Regions from separate parts of the Ovis aries genome. Here region 2 is linked to region 1. The links are chromatin contacts, called in public Hi-C maps. All regions are on one chromosome and are shown on one strand. The core of a region is the stretch at or near the end of the contact, and the rest is flanking DNA. Distances in the headings are between cores, read along the strand shown. Region 1 has its middle 82 kb from the start of PDGFRA. Region 2 has its middle 170 kb from the start of PDGFRA.

Region 1 (4,100 bases), core at 662-3,161:
CCCACTCCAGTATTCTGGCCTAGAGAATTCCATGGACTGTATAGTCTAAGGGGTCACAAAGAGTCGGACACGACTGAGTGACTTTCACTTCACTTCACTTCTCCATTTAAAGAGTACTGTTTTAGAATTTTTTGTTTTTGCATTAAATCCACCCCAGACCTCACGTTACACTTCAATCATATGATTTTTTATTCTAGTTGATTCTCATTTGTACTGACCTTATAAATCCATCTTTTAAAGTAGGTTATTTAGATGAGATCAGCAAGGTTGCTCTATCTGTTTTATATTGATTCCATTCCTTCCCATTTTAGGTCAGGTGACATTTTCTATTCATTTCCCCCAGTTTCAGGGCATAGTCTACTGCACCCTTCTAATCACAGACTAAAATCTTACAGGGGAGCTGATGTTCTGCACTTAGGCTTCTCTGAGAAGAGAAATGGTGGAGATGAGTGTCTGGGGGTGTCACTCCTAGCAAGAAAGTGGCTTAATGGCATCAAGATGGTGAAATTGGAGTTAGTAATAGAACTTGGGAATTGGCAAGAATCATTAAGCAGCAAAGCTCTTAGAAGCAGACACTGCACTCTGACTGCCTAATGATGCCCCCTAACATACAGATTGAACTATAGAGATGTCAGAGGAACAGAAGCGAAGTTGGAGCCCCAGAGCAGAGAACATGATGGTTCCAGAAAATTCGTCAGTCATAACTAAGAGATACCAATAGATAAGGATTTGGGTACCCAGGAGAGAATATCTGGGGCTCCAAATAAAGGATGGCTGGCTTCCAGACGAAAACAAATCTGCTTCCTGAGAAATAGGCTTGCTTAAAAATTCTGTTCTTGGACTTTGTCAGCAATTCTTAACATTGGTTGCAAATTGGAATCACCCGAGGAGCTGTTAAAATTACTGATGCCTGAGTTTCACCCCCCAGAGATTCTGACTTCATTTGTCTGGGCTGAGACTTGGCCACTGGGACCTTTTAAAAACTTCAGCTATTTCTAATGTGCAGCTAAGGTTGGGAACCACTGGACTAGAGAGAAGAAGAACAGAGTGACCTCAGGAGACATAGGAGGAAACTTGGAAGGAAGGGAAGGGACCTGAAACAGCCTAAGTCATCTGAGAAGGGTGAGCCACAGAGTCTTCCATGACCTCATTCCCCAGGTTCCCATTGAAACTGTGAAGAGGATATTCAGAAAGAGAAGGCAATGGGGGGAAAGGCTGAGGTTTCTATGGCACCTCAGAAAGGTGGCCATGGAAACTTCTGTTTGGGGACTACAGTTGATTTTGGTTATAGCAGTAGCTGGGACCCAGTAAGTCCTTTGAAAAAGTGCTAAGTAACTCCTAAGAGAAAGTGCTTTGTAAACGGTATCTTTTATTGGATCCTTTCCCTTCTCAGTCCTCTCTGGGACACCTCTCTATATAGGTGTCTTCCGGCCTAACATCTAATTTCCCTCCAATTCCTCTATTTCCCAGGCATGGGAAAGAAGGCAAGAGAATGGCTTCTTCTTGGCTGGAAATACCTGGGAGAATCTAGTATACGGTTTTCAGCAGGTATGCGAGTGAATATTCTGCAGCTGCATTTCCCAAAGTGAATTATTGAAGCTGCTTTCTGGAGATGTTCTCCTCTGGGCCCATACACACTTGAGAAATGCAGCAAGCTTCAGTGCCCTGGTTGAGATGCATGCTGCTCCTCAGGAGAAAAAAAATGCTTTAAGATCTCTTGCAGAAAGAGACCTGTTTGTTTTTCCTTAACCCTCATGTCCCAACTCATCTGGCTATGGAATTGTTTTTTTCTGCTCAGCACATTAACATCTTGCCTCTTTCTCATGACACACTTTTGGGAAACTGCCCCAGAAACTACAATCGGTGGCTTCATTCACAAAGGACAAAGAAGGCAGCTGCATCCTGAACACACGAAACAGGGCACGAACCCCAGTTGGGCCCTGGCCTCTCACTCAAACTGTGCCCTTTTCCACCCCCTCCACCACCCCCCTTCCTGTTGCCATGGAAACGCCCCTGGAGAGTTAGGACCAGGCCCTCTGTTTCTTTCCTGCAGCCCTCCTCCCCTACCCCTTTGTGTCTAGAAGAACTGAACACGCAGTAGGTGATGTTTTGAAACATTGATTGATAGGGAGTTAGGGGTGTTCACTTGGGCCATCTGCAGGTGGGCTGGAGAGGAGGGGATGGCGTCCCGTGGCTTGCATCTATGTGTCTGTAGGAGAGCCAGCCGAGAGGGTGGGAGAGGGCAGGTCTGAGAGCTCACATAGCCTTGGCATTGCCTGGTGGTTTTTTTTTAAATGCTTGATCACAAGTATTTCACAAATTAGGGATGGCAAAGGGTACATCCAAAAAAGAAAACATTTTGATTTCTTGCTATGTTTGGTTTAGGGGTGAGTTTTTCTTTCAGTAAAATTTCTGGTCATGTTGCTGGCTAGGATGTTGGTTTTGTAATAAATAATTTTCTTTTAAGTTTGAGAAGAAAAGGATGTCCTACTTTCTCCTCTGTCTCTAACTGGTGACCGTATTTTCAAAGACCCAAACCAGGACACAGCCTGACACACTCACAGCCTCACAGCATATTTGAAATAGGGGATCTGACAGGACCAAGTGTTTGTGTATATGTGTGTTTACATTTATTCTTTATTGAGGTAACATTGGTTTATAACATTATATGAGTTTCATGTGTACAACATTGTATTTCTATTTCTGTATGCCCTGCATGCTGACCACCAAAAATTTAGTTTCCATGTGTTACCATATACTGATCCCCTTTAGTCAGATGGCCCTCCACTCCATCCCCGACCACGTCCTCTCTGGCAGCCACTACTCTGATCTGAGATAGTGTATATGAAATGGGGGTGCCAGTCGGAGATAATCAGCTGTCCTAGCTGCTGTGTCTGGATGCCTCATGAGTAGTATCATTTCTAAACTAGAGAGTTAGTGAGGCCAGTTTTGGTATCCATTGATTAAACCTGGGTACCATACATAAATTTTCTAAATTGATGTCCACATTTACAAAATTTGTTCATTGGTGCAAAGTCAAGAGCAGCCTGCCCAGAGAGAGGGAAACCCCCCAGAAATTCTATTCAGTGTCTAAGTGCATGAAAGACCCGGTTATCTCCCATCTGCTCTGCTGCCCCAGCCCAGGCTTGGGCGCTCTATGAATGAGAGGTTTGTGGGCATCTGCCTGATGCAAACCAAGTGCCTGGGAAAGCTTCACACTACTGAGTCTGTCTCCCAGCCAGCCGAGGAGGCTTCCCAGGGTCTGAAAGTACCAATTCTTCACACGTGAGCACTGGCGGAGGATTATAATTTAAATCAGCTGGTTCTTATTTTAAGTGTGAAAAAAGGCCAGTGATTAGGAGTCTGTGCGTGTGTGTGTGATTGGCTGGCATTTGTGAAGAGTCTGCTGTGGACTGAGAACTTTATATATCTATGAGACATATGAACAGATATTTTATTGATATCTGTATCTAATAAATAGATATTAATTTATCTATCTATATCTATAGATAAATATAAATACCATTTTATATATGCCAGATATATAACTATATATATTTATTTCAGATATATATCTGGAAATACATCAATATATATTTGAATATATATCAATATATTTATAGCTATCATTTTATCTTTACAACTTTATTTTAATACTATAAGGAGACAAGGAAATGGAAACTGAAAGTGGGTAAATACATAATATGAGCTGCATAGGTAAGCCTGTAAATTTTAACTTATTCTCACTCAGCTCTGTCTCCTTTAAAGAGAAACCTATTTCTTTAACATTGGTCATGGGCAGGAGGCACATATAAGTCTCTGATAACAGAGTGTTTTCACGAATGAGGAATATAAGGGTTACCCCATTTGCCTGCCTAGGGCACACATTCTAAGTTTCACCTACCACACCACTTCTTGCATAATCAATACATCAGGACCTACCTCTTTCAGAAAGGACCACAAGACTGTGGATTGGAGGTGCCAAGAGGACAAGCAATATCAGAACAGGCACATAAAATGTAAAGGTTAATTTATATAAAACAACATAAAAAGTTGTATTCCCGGGCTGCCGTCTATGGGGTTGCACAGAGTCGGACACG
Region 2 (4,100 bases), core at 446-2,945, 91 kb after region 1:
GTCGGACACGACTGAGCGACTGAACTGAACTGATTCTGTTTTACATTTCTACCATTGATGTTCAAGTTTTCAATTTCTCCACATCCTTACCAACATGTTATTTTCTGGCTTTGTTTTTAATGCCATCCTATTGGGTACGAGGTGATGTCTCATTACAGTTTTAATTTGCATGTCCTTGATTATTAATGATGTTGAGCACATTTTCATGTAACTTTTGGCAGTTTGTGTGTCTTTTTTTAGAGCAATGTCTATTCAAGGCCTTTGCTAACTATTTGGTTTTTCGCTATTGAATTGTAAGGGTTCCTTATACATTTTGGATATTAACCTCTTATCACATATATGGTTTGCAAATCTTTTCTTCTATTCAGTAGCTTTCTTTTTCATTTTGTTGATTGTAACCTTTGCTCTACAAAATTGTTTTAATTTCACAGAGTCCCACTTGCTTATTTTGCTTTTGTTACCTGTGCTTTTGATGTTATAGCCAAGACATCATAGGTACTGTGCTAAATAGCTTCTGTCATGTTCAACTCTTTGCGACACTATGGACTATCGGTAAAGAATCATAGGTCCTAGGTGTTGTTATAGAGCTCCTCCAGATGACTTCAGCATGCAGCCAGGTGGACCATTGGTCTAAAATATACCTTGCTATGACATAAAGCCAATGGCTCCATCTGGAAATGAAAGTTCTCTCAATTCAACAGGCGAGAAGCTAAGCACATTCAATGTCTATTTGGCATGGTGACCATTAGAGGGAGGGACTTGTCTACATTTCTGGATTGGATAAGGGTGAAGTAGGGAGAGTATAGTTTGAAAGATCATATTCAATATTGTTATCCAATTTCATTTCCCATTTTTTTCATAACTTAAACTAGACAAAGTAAAGCTCAATAGAATCTTTTTACTCCTGAGATATTTAGTGATTCTCAATCATGGCTGTGTGTGTTTGTGTATTATGTGTACATAAAATTCAGGGGTCAGGAGGTGATATCTGCAATTTAATTTTAAGGGTTTAATAGTCTAGGAAACCAGCTACAGAGAGTTCTTATTATTTTAGTCGCTAAGGCATGTCCAACTCTTTTGTGACCTCAAGGACTATAGCCCGCGAGTCTCCTCTGTCCATGGAATTTCCTAGATAAAAATACTAGAGTGTGTTCCCATTTCCTTCTCCAGAGGATCTTCTTGACCCAGGGATAGAAGCCTTGCCTCCTGTATTGGTGGGTGGATTCTTTACCACTGAGCCACCAGGGAAACCCATAGAGAGTTAGTCCCTGACTATATACACATGCGTTCATGAAATATTTCTTGAATGGCCCCCTAGGTGTCAGTGCCTTTCTGGGTCCTCTAGCTTTATTATTTCCAGTCTACTCACCCTGTGAAGTAGGTATTGTTATGCCATTTTGCAGATAAAAAGTGTGACCCAAAATGATACAACAGAGTCACACAGTCAAGAAGTGACTAGAATGTAATTCCGTAAGGGCAGGGGTCTTTGACCTGTCCACGGCTGTATCCATAAGCCCAGGACAGTGTCTGGTAAGGTAAGCTCCCAAAGTATATTTGTAGAAGAAGCTGAGCTGGAGACTGGACTCGCTTCTGTCAGTTGTGTCTGAGCTGCGGTTTTCCCCTCATATCTAGGCACTCTCAGCTTATCCTCTCCTACGTCACCTTTGCCTTCCCCCATCCTTGGTTCAGAGGAAGCTGCCTTATGTGACTGCATCTTATTCTGTGAGGCTGTGGGGATTGCATCTCACTGGGTCCTTGAGCACACTGTGGAGAGGGTATTTATTCATCCAGGAAATATCCATTTACATACTAAAATCTGGTTGCTCTACAAGGTTAAAAGAATACAATAACTACTGTGTATCTGCAGGCTAGGGAGCTAAATATATCAAATCCAGCAGTAGTTAACAAAATATTATATCATAGTAGTAACATAGTGATAATCAAAAAAGGGGCTCCAGTGAAAATATCCAGAATGTTCTATATTGACAAAGCCCTTTTAATTCTATTCGTTAAGCAAAATTACTTTCACTTGTATTTTAATAATTTTGCACATGAAATAACACTGTTTCTAAAATATGCCCGATAAAATAAAAACCATGAATTTGTTTCTACAGCTTAGATGTGTAAGCTTTCAGGGGAAAAAAAAAGAAATGGAATATACGTACTGTTTTCTATGATTTTTATTTTATCATTTTAGAGTACTCAGATGAGGATTTGGGAAATCTTCATGTCACTTTCTTAATAAAGCCACAGTGAACACTTAATGCTGCTTCCACTTCCCACACACAAACTTTCTAATTATAAAAGGACTTTTCAGACTTATTCAGGGCATATAATCTTATTTGCAGCTCCTAATTGGAGGACTGTGTTTGTTGAAAAGAACAGAAGTCTTCAGTCATTTAGAATAAAGCTGGCTCATCAACCCCTGTGGGAAGAAAAGAACTATTTATTTTATCCGTTAATCCCGAATACAAACACAATAAAGCTGTCTTTTCTAATAGTGACCTATTTCATGTTAAATTGGGATAAAGCTAGCTTTGCTCAATAAGACTATTGTGGTCAACAAAAAAAGTCAATCTTATTAGGATTCCCATTGAATACCTTCCAATAACTTATCTTTTAAAATGCTGAACCCCAATCCCAATTGAATTCTTTATGTTGTCTGACACAAAATGCAAATCTGGAAAGAAAATAACCTCGACTAGTGAGCCCCATCTAGTGACAGGGAAGTAAATTGCTGTTCAAAAACCTGATCTGTAATTATCCCCTATTTTTAATCTGATTTTAAAATTCTTCTGTCTGTGCTCAAGCCATTATGTTTTAGTTTCTCTGTTTTTTATTTCACCTATACTTTTATTCCTGAGAATATATAGCCTTTTTATACCAAGAAATTTTTTCTTTTTTTTTTAATATTGAAGTGTATTTGATTTACTTGTCTTTTCTTGATACCTTAAAATTCTGTCTTTAAAAATTTAACATTGCTTAAAATTAGCCAGATTTCCCCATTTATATTTGAATTTTAAAATATGGGCAACTACATTCCTTCAATAGCGCTACATGCCATTATAGACTAAACTGTTTGATATAAATAGTATTACTCATCTATCAAGAGTATTTAATCAAAAACTCTAAAGAGTTCTCTTCTGTACACATAAGAACTTCAGAGGAACAAGACTGGGTCACAGAAAAAAATGCAATGAGACATCTAAGGACATTAAATCTTTCAAAGTTTCCTTTCTCGGGTAATATCTACATTTGACGACTACAGTGGCTCAGAGGTCAGTTTCTTTCAGCTGACTATATTAGAAGTTAATTTTGGCCTGTCTGCATTCAAGGCTTCTGCATTTCTTGACTTTTACTATCACAATAATAAACATGTCAAAAGCAGAATAAAGCTACAGCAGGGATCAACTCCAGTCATACATGGGAAATACTTCTGTTAATGATTCTGCCTTATAAATGAAAACCTTCTTTGTTCCCAGAAATGAAACAAGTTGATAATAGCCATGTCACTTTAAAATGAAGTGGAACATATTGCTCAATTTATCTACACTTGAGTAACTTTCAAAATATCTTTCTACTAGCCTATGTGCCCAAACACCAGAAGCAGACCTAGGTATAGGAGGTTTCCGGGTCATGGAGGAAAGAACTAAGCACTCAAGTTCAAGTCCTAACATCACCCCTGTATGGCCTTGGGCTAGTCATACCTCCCATCAAGTTCACATGAGCTCAGGCTATGAAGCAGACAATGCCAGCTCCTCCACCTCCCAGCTGCTGAACTTCAGATACATTTCTTGAAGCCTTGATTTCCTTAATGTGTATCTTGATATTTACTTCATAGAGCTGTTATGAGGAATTGATTGAATAAAGTGTGTGAAGTGCTGAGCTTAAGTACGGCACATAACGGAGTGACCAGTAGGTATTATCATTATTTACAAAATGGAAGGACAGGCAGCCACCTGTCAAGACTGTTGGGAAGATCCAACTGGATGACATTTGGGAATGTGTTGGTCAACTCTGCAGCACTCTATAAATGTTATAGATTAGAACAAACCTAGTAGGACACTCAGAGAAGTCCTAAGAAAGAAGGAAGGAGGTTG

The links. A called contact is a pair of places that touch in the nucleus more often than the background predicts.
Region 2: a Hi-C map of hypothalamus shows a contact between it and region 1, with 6 times the contacts expected there. The contact joins two enhancer-like sites. A contact is called at or near these places in 4 of 16 Hi-C or Micro-C datasets (hypothalamus, liver and tail adipose tissue).

What each region holds. Positions count from the first base shown.
Region 1 is chr6:70,516,265-70,520,364 of ARS-UI_Ramb_v3.0, forward strand. No RefSeq gene overlaps it. Among named protein-coding and RNA genes, the nearest start is that of PDGFRA, 82 kb to the left of the region's middle. Within about 2 kb of position 1,912, at least 7 of the 54 cell types and tissues checked have an H3K27ac peak or open chromatin away from gene starts, as enhancers often do. A contact at or near this core is called in hypothalamus, where this site is marked.
Region 2 is chr6:70,607,931-70,612,030 of ARS-UI_Ramb_v3.0, forward strand. No RefSeq gene overlaps it. Among named protein-coding and RNA genes, the nearest start is that of PDGFRA, 170 kb to the left of the region's middle. Within about 2 kb of position 1,696, at least 4 of the 54 cell types and tissues checked have an H3K27ac peak or open chromatin away from gene starts, as enhancers often do. A contact at or near this core is called in hypothalamus, where this site is marked.